Linked DNA regions of Pan troglodytes: region 2 is linked to region 1. Evidence: chromatin contacts called from public Hi-C data. All regions are on one chromosome and are shown on one strand. The core of a region is the stretch at or near the end of the contact, and the rest is flanking DNA. Distances in the headings are between cores, read along the strand shown.

The links. A called contact is a pair of places that touch in the nucleus more often than the background predicts.
Region 2: a contact with region 1 is called in a Hi-C map of stem cell-derived neural progenitor cells, with 3 times the contacts expected there. The contact joins the enhancer-like site here to the promoter of INPPL1 in region 1. A contact is called at or near these places in 1 of 7 Hi-C or Micro-C datasets (stem cell-derived neural progenitor cells) and 1 of 1 datasets of contacts at active chromatin or transcription factors (stem cell-derived excitatory neurons).

The regions. Positions count from the first base shown.
Region 1 is chr9:74,255,017-74,259,165 of NHGRI_mPanTro3-v2.0_pri, reverse strand. It overlaps INPPL1 (inositol polyphosphate phosphatase like 1), which reads right to left and starts at 1,670. Exons shown (of 29, transcript XM_063784305.1): 1 at 1,578-1,670; 2 at 372-758. It overlaps FOLR2 (folate receptor beta), which reads right to left. Exons shown (of 5, transcript XM_024347329.2): 5 at 3,688-4,149. The coding sequence ends at 3,869.
Region 2 is chr9:74,449,672-74,453,846 of NHGRI_mPanTro3-v2.0_pri, reverse strand. All of the region lies in intron 2 of CLPB (ClpB family mitochondrial disaggregase), which reads left to right. Among named protein-coding and RNA genes, the nearest start is that of CLPB, 20 kb to the left of the region's middle. Within about 2 kb of position 2,851, at least 11 of the 24 cell types and tissues checked have an H3K27ac peak or open chromatin away from gene starts, as enhancers often do. A contact at or near this core is called in stem cell-derived neural progenitor cells, where this site is marked.

The DNA.
Region 1 (4,149 bases), core at 421-2,920:
TCAGTCCCTATCCAAACGGGACTGCACACAACGTGGAATGCACATCCTCTCCCCTGCTCCCTTCTACCTGGAGGATGCCTGAAGGGGTCTGCGGGGGAATGCCCGAATTTTTCGTCATCGCAGTCACACTAGGCCACAGAACCCCATATTCTCTACCCTCAAGGCTCCTGAAAGTGCCCCCAGACACACAGCAGGAAGTGCCCCTGCGTCCCTCCTCAGACCCAGGAGAAAGCCAAGGCTCCCACTCTGGGGGGTGGAGGCGGGTCTGGCGTCCCACCGCCCCAGGCACCCTCACCCGGGCCCTTTCCACACCCGGCCGTGCCCGCGCTCCCGGTCCACGCCAGCCCGCAAGGAGCCCCCGCCCCACTCACAGGACGCAGAGCGCGAAGGCCCCCGCCACGCTCTCGCTGTCTCGGACCAGGAAGCTGCCATCGCGGCCCGCCCGGGCCAGCAGCTCTTCCGCGGCCGCCCGGCTCAGGTCGCGGTGGTACCAGGAGGGGGCCTGGCTGCCCAGGGCGCCCCCCGGGCCCGGCGCCCCGCAGGCCGAGGCCATGGCCCGCGCAGGGCTCAGCACTGCCCGCCCCCGCCGCCCCGCGCCATCCGCCCCGAGACGCTCAGGGCTCAGGCTGGGGCCGGGCCCGGGGCCCGGGCTTGAGGATCCGTGGGCCGGACAGAGCCGGGGATCGGGACTCAGCACTCCGCCGCGCAGGCCGCCTCGTTCACCGCGCAGCCGCCGCTGCCTGCAGCGCCGGCCTCAACTTGAAGAGAAAGAAAAGTTTGTTCAGAGGCGGCGGGGGAGGGGCAGGAGCGGAGCGCAGGGCCGGCTGCCGCCCCCTCCCCCTCCGCTCGGCCCGCAGCCCGGGCCGCCCCTGCCCCCAGCTCCTCCTGCGGGGACGGTGCCCCCACCTTCCCGAAGGGCCCGGGACCTCCCAGACCCCACAATGATCCTGCCCCCATCATTCACCCGAGGAGATCCAGTCCCCAAACCCCCATCGAAATCCGAGTCCCCCCATCCTGGCCCCGACACTTCGGGATCCAGGCACCCCCTGGAGAATTCAGCGCTTCTCCGTTCTCCCAATGATATGACCCCTAAGCCCCATAAAGGTCTGATTCCACTCCATGGCTCTTCCTCTCGTCCCCCGTACAGCTTGGCTGCATCGAGTTCCCCAAACCTGCGAAGGATCCAGGACCACCCCCTACCCATCCTCTTCCCTCCACCCAGGCGGGCAGGGCCCCCAACTCCCGCGAAATGCAGGCCCCTCTTAGATCTGAACCCCCAACTCCACGGGGACCGTCCCCCGGCAAAGCCTGCGGGGAGATCCCCTGGCTAACCAGGCTTCTGAAGATTCTTACTCTGGCGGGGGGCCCAGACGAGGTGCGACGTTCTCGAGCCTCTCACGCAGCCCCTCCCAGCCCCGCAGAGCCCTTCCCCCTCTCGGCCAAGTTCCCCAGCACCACCCCCCACACCCGCAGGCCGGGCCTTGAGGGGGTTCAGCAGTCCGAAGCCAGGAGGATCCCTGGCCCGTCTAGTAGAAAGTTCCCTCCCGGGATCCCGGCCGCCGCACGCAGACCCCCACCTCCCGGGCTGCTCCGGCGCCCCCTTCCCCGGACAGCGGCCCTGGGCTCCAGGCGGCCACTTAAGATGGCCATCCGCGCGCGCCCCCGCCCTCCGCGCCGCCCGCCCCGCCCCGCGCCGCCCCGGGGAGCCGGGGGCAGCACCGCGCCTCGCCTCACCCCGCCCCGCGCCTCGGTCCCGGAGCCGCTGGCCCACTGGGTGACCTCGGGCAAGTCGCGGCGCGGGGTTGAGCCTCGGCTTCCCGCTCTGGAAAATGGGGATCCTGTGGCGAGGGCCGGCTCTGGGGGCCGAGCTCGTACCGCGCTCGGCACCGGGCCTGGCGCCCAGCCCGCGCTCCCGAACGGCGGCTATTTTTATTATTAATTAAGGAGAAACGAAGGTGACAGCTGTGTAAACTGTAAAGCGCGGCTGCGGAACGAACGGGTATTATTAGCACTCGCCCCCGCCCCAGCGGCTCCCTCCGTGTCAGCAAACTCGCGCCTCCGCGGGCCGGACGCCCAGCGGGGAGCTCCCAGACGGGGTCCGCTTCAACGCCCCCCTAGCTCCCTCCCCTCCAGCCGAGGGCGGAAGGGGGACGCGGCCGCCGCAAAGGGGGCGGAGCCCATAAAAGGGTCTGGCCCGCCCCCTCCCAAAAAAAGACCTAGCCGGTGGCGGCGTCTCCGGGGAGTCGTCTTCCTGCCCCGCCCCTCCGCCCCCTGGCTCCTTAAAGGCGCAGGCCTCCAGCCGGGCGCCCGCCGCCACCATCTCCCGGGCCGCCGTGGGAGAATCCCTTTAACCTGGGAGAGAACTTTCACTTTGCTACGTTGAACCTGTTGACGGAGCCCGGGTCAGTCCCTCGAGCTCCTTCCTCTATTTCAAATATGCATTGACTTAACCCAGCTGGAGCAGAGCCTGGGACGTGGAAGGGGCTCTGTGGTGCCTTCCACACTAGATAAATATAATAACTAAGAGATCCACCCACCCACCCAACAGTGCCTCCAGAACCCAATAACTCATCCTACAATCTGTGCCACCTTCCTCATCAGCCACCTTTTAGTATAAGAAAAGATGAGCCTGATGTGAGGGGAATCCTTGGTAGTGGGGGAGAGACCTGGACTGGGAGTCTGCACACCTGGGTTCTAGTCCTAGCTGGGCCACCTACCTGCAGGGTGTTCTCAGAGACTTACCTGGGCCTCTCTGGGGACAGTTGTAGTAGGAGTGTGCAAACAAAGACTTATCCAAAGGGAAAGGGGTGTTGGGAGACCCAGAGATAACTTAGGCCCAGCTCCCGAGGGCTTTGCAAAGACAGAGCAACCCCCTCAAGATAGGCATATCTACCAATCCCAGGAGGAGACAAAGGTGCCAGAGGCTCCTGACCCCGGGAAGCCCTTGAGGGCTTTGCAAAGACAGAGCAACCCCCTCAAGATAGGCATATCTACCAATCCCAGGAGGAGACAAAGGTGCCAGAGGCTCCTGACCCCGGGAAGCCCTTAAGGGTTTCTAACTCTTCCAGCCACACCTCCAGGACACCAAAGCGCTGAACCAGTTCCAGGCTCTTGAGTATTCCACTCCAGAAACCCCCTACACTGCCCTCTCCAATTGGCTCTGTTTTTCCTCTGAGAGTCCCAGGCCCCAACTCTGCTCCTTCAATGTGCATCACGTTTTTTTCATCCCACTGTGAATTTTTTTCATCCCACTGGCAATCTGAATCCTTTCCTGGACTCCCATTCCCAGCTTTCCTGTTACAGAGCCGAGCACAGAGCCAGGCAGACAAGGGCTGGAGGACCAGGAGGCTGTTTGGGGACCGAGACAAATAAGCTCAGGACCTGGCTCCCACTTGGGGCAACAGGAGCAACAGGATCCCTGAAGACTATTAATGTGCAGACACTGGGCTCACGGGCTTTCTAGGCAACAGCTCCTGTATATTTCACAAGCCTGAGGGCAGGACTATTATCTTTTTATCCAGAAGGAAACAAAGGTTTAGAGCAGTGAAGCAACTGTTTCATTTTCACAAAGTAGCAGAGCTGGGATTCAAACACAGGTCTAGTTGCTCTAATTTGAAGGAATCCAGAAGCCGTAGAATCTGTCTCCCACCCACCCACAAACTCACAACCAAAAGAATTCCACAGACATGGATGTATCAGTCTGTTTATTAGAAGTGACTCTTGGCCCCACCATGGAGCAGCAACAGACTGGGTGACAGAGGGTTAGGTGACTAATAGAAGCATGCTTAAGGGGCTGTCATTTGTGGGAGCTGAGCTGAGCCCAGCCTGGTTATCCAAGCTGAGGGCAGGTAGTCTGGGAGGACTGAACTCAGCCAAGGAGCCAGAGTTGCAGCATCAGGGCCAGACTGAGCAGGAGACCCCCAATCCCATGAAGCATCTCACCAGCATTCACATGCATGGCTGCAGCATAGAACCTCGCCACTTCCTCGTTGGGGTTGCCCTGGGCTGAGTCAAACCACATCTGGATGCAGCGGCCGCTCCCTCGGCTGTAGTTGCTGACCTTGTATGAGTGACTCCAGAGGCCTTCACAAAGGGCAGCTGGAGTGGGGAAGTAGGACTCAAAGGTGCGGCAGAGAGCCCCGGCTGGGC
Region 2 (4,175 bases), core at 1,602-4,101, 190 kb before region 1:
GATTACAGGCGTGAGCCACTGTGTTCTGCTGGGTGGACCCAGTTTTTTTAATGGCCTTCATTTGTATATCAAAGGTTGCCGACTGGCTCTAAGAACAGGGCTTTACCAGAAACTTCTGGAGATGCTTTAAAAAACGAAAATTTCCCAAGGACCTCTCCCTCTCTTATCTGCCTGAAATAGTTTCTTAATAACTCCTACAACACCAGTATCTGTGGATTCCCATAGCACCCTCTACTATATAAGTACTATATAAGTGAGAGCACTTAACCACCTTCTGTTGGGATGGGTTATCTGTTTCCTTCTCTCCCTCACAACACTGTGAGTTTTGGAGGGCAGCAGACCATTGCTGTGTTGTTCATCACTGTGCATGTAAATAGTTACCAAATATTCACTGAATATTATTGAAAGTTTTTTTTTTTTTCCCCTGAGATGGAGTCTTGCTCTGTTGCCCAGGCTGGAGTGCAGTGGCACAATCTTGGCTCACTCTGCCTCTGCCTCCTGGGTTCAAGCCATTCTCCTGCCTCAGCCTCCCAAGTAGCTGGGATTACAGGCGACCGCTACTGCACCCAGCTAATTTTTGTATTTTTAGTAGAGAAGGAGTTTCACCATGTTGGCTGGTCTCGAACTCCTGACCTCTTGATCCGCCCACCTCGGCCTCCTAAAGTACTGGAATTACAGGCGTGAGCCACCATGCCCAGCCATTGAAAGCGTTTTGTGTTTTTGTTTGTTTGTTTATTTAATTGAGACAAGATCTCATCATGTTGCACAGGCTGGTCTTGAACTCCTGGGCTCAAGCAGTCCTCCTGCCTTGGTCTCCCAAAGTGCTGGGATTACAGGTGTGAGCCACTATGCCTGGCTAAAAGTGTTTTGTAAATGATAAAAATTAAGCAAACTGTATAGCTATTACAGTCATAATAAACCTGTAGACAGAGGACAAACAAAAATGAAGTAGTTCAATCGTTTATTCATTAAACAAATAGTGCCTACTATGTGTGGCACTGTGCTTGGTAGATCAGTAGTCAGACATGTACAGGATTTGCCTCATGGAGCTCAAAGCCTTGTCAGACGTGAATCCTACAAATGCGAAATGACAACTAGTACAAATGCTGCAAAGGAAGGACACAGAGAATCAGGAGAGCCTGTGACAGCCAGATTTCCCCTGGTCAAAGGAAGCTTGAGCTTGGAATTGAAGGATAAGGAAGAGTTTATCTAGGTGGAAAAGGTTGGGAAGAGCTCTCTAGCACAAGGAACTTTTATTTACAAGAATCCTGCGGGAGGAGGAAGCCAGGCCAGTGTGAAGGACTGAAAAAGGCCAATGGTACTCCAGCTAGAGGAAGGTGCCAGGAGCCTAGAACAAGCAGACCCTACAGGGCATCAGAGGCCACATGAAGAAGCTTTGTCTTTATTTTTACGGCAGTGGCAGCTGAGATGGGTTGAGAGGTGATCAGTATGATCAGCAGCCATTCTGATGGCTGAGGAACATGAGGAACTAATGTGAGTGCCTTCCTGCTTGTATGTGCCAGGCATCATCTTGGGCATGGTCCTGCCTCTTGAGGCAGTGTAGGCCACAAAGCTGTAATCGCTCAGGGCCTAACAGCAGGGGCAATTGTCAGGCTCTGCCTCCCTACCATCATTTCTGTCGCCCAAGTGCTATCTCTCCTCTAAAATCCCAGCTTAATCAAAATCATAACGCAATTCATGTCAGCACCGCCAGAACCAACTGGAATTTTTCTCCCAAGGAATTTTCCTGGAAACTGAGGAACAGAGATGAATCTAAGAATATTGAAAACAATCAAGCCAGTGTGTTACTGGGCTTCTAATATTCACTTAAGCTGCTTGCCTTGTACTTCCTGTTCTGTCTCTGCCTTTTTGAAAAAACCTCAGAAAATTTCAGTTTCTGAACTTTGAGGCTCTACTATGTCCTGCCTCCTTTGTGTTCCTCCCTTCTGAGCAAGAGCCCTAGGCCCAAAGTCCTTCTAAGGCAATCAGTCCTCCTCTCCTTGTGATTCTGTCAATGGATGCAGATACAAGTGGATTTCTTTTCTTTTCTTTTTTTTTGGAGATGGAGTCTCACTCTGTCACCAGGGTGGAGTGCAGTGGTTCGATCTCAGCTCATTGCAACCTCTGACTCCTGGGTTCAAGCGATTCTCCTGGCTCAGCCTCCAGAGTAGCTGGGATTACAGGTGTGTGCCACCACACCTGGCTAATTTTTGTATTTTTAGTAGAGACGGGGTTTCGCCATGTTGGCCAGGCTGGTCTTGAACTCCTGACCTCGTGATCCTCCCGCCTCAGCCTCCCAAAGTGCTGGGATTACAGGCATGAGCCACTGCACCTGGCCTTCAAGTGGATTTCTTATCATTAGCAGGAAGCAGTGGTGAGGACTTTGGAGTCTGACAAAACAAGGCTTGAATCCCGGCTGTGACCATTGGTTAGTTCTCTGACCTTGGAAAAGTTGTCTAACCTCTTTAACCTTAGATTCTTCATCTGCAAAGTAGGGATGATAATTGACCTGCCTCACACCATTGCTGTGTCATGTTTACTGATTCATCTCTTCACTTTTCTCTTCAGTTGCTTCTTATATATTTCTCCTGACCTAGGCTGTGAGCCCTGTCACAGCAAGGTATATGGCACCTCCTTCTCCTGCCTTCACCGTAGTAAGTCACACAAGGCTGGCTGGCACTCAGAAGACACACAGTACAGATGGAGTCTGGCCCGTTGATTGATTGGTTGATAGAAACCTTGTTTATTCTCCAAAGGCTAACCAGCAGGAGAGCACAGCCCTAGGCAGCAGCTGGGCAGGCTGACTGGTCTCCAGGATCCTCCATTCATGTGGATGGAAGGCTCAGGAAGGCTGCATAAGAATCCTCTTTGAGGCTGGGCTGAGGCTTCCATCTCAATGCCCTTTTGTTTGAAGGGATAGCACCCAGGCCTCCTGCGAAGCCTGTGTGTTTGACCAGCCTTTGCAGATGGACAGTGTACTGGGGCAGGATGTAAAGCACAAACAATTGAGGGAGGCCCCCGGAATTCCCAAGGGCTCAAGAGTCCAGCAGGGGTGGGGAGGGGCAGGATCCTTCCCAGGACACATCAGGGGCTCAGTCACAACTCCTAGATGGGTCAGACAGGATCTTAGGCACTTTTGTCTCCAGCCTCATTTCCTTTCCAGTATTCAGGTCCCCACTTTAGCTTCTCTGATGGTCAACATCCAGCCCTCTTTGGGTGCCTCTAGGTATGAGGCACTCTCTGCCTCCTGAAGAATAGGCAGATTCTGACTGAATATACATTCATTCTTTTTTCTTTTGAGGTATAATTCACATACCATAAAATTCAACCTTTAAAAATATACAATTTAGTGGATTTTAGAACATTTATAAGATTGTGCAACCAGCACCACTAATTCCAGAATGTTTTATCACTCTCCCACCCCACCCCGGACCCTCAGAAAACTCTGGTTCCAATAGTAGTTACTCCCCATTCTCCTCTCCCCCTAGATGTTGCAACCACTAATCTGCTTTCTGTTTCTGGATTTGCCTGTTCTGAACATTTCATATAAATGGAATTATACAATATGTGGCCTTTTGTGTCTGGCTTCTTTCACTGAGCTTAATGTTTTCAAGGTTCATCTATGTTGTAGCATATATCAGTACTTTATTCCTTTTTGTGGCTGAATAATATTCCCTGTATGGATGTACTACATTTTATTGGATGTACATCCATACAGGATGTCATTTGTCAGTTGATGGACATTTGTGTTTCCACTTTTTAGCTATTGTGAATAATGCTGCTGTGAACATTTGTGTACAGATTTCTATGTGAATGTATGTTTTCATGTCTCTTCAGTGTATACCTAGGAGTGGAATTGCTGGGCCATAGAGTAACTGTACATTTAACATTTTGAGGAACTGCCCAACCATTTTCCAGGGTGGCTTCACCATTTTACATTCCCAAAAGCAACGTGTGAGGGTTCTACCTTTTCCACATCCTCACCAACAATTGCTGTCATCAGTGTTGTCATCACTTACAGCAAACCTAGTGTGTGTGGAGTGGTATCTCATTGTCGTTTTGATTTGCATTTCCCTATTGGCTAATGATGTGAGCATCTTTTTATGTGCTTATTGGCCATTTCTGTATCTTCTTTGGCATTTATTCATTCTTTTTTTTTTTTTTTTTTTTGAGAC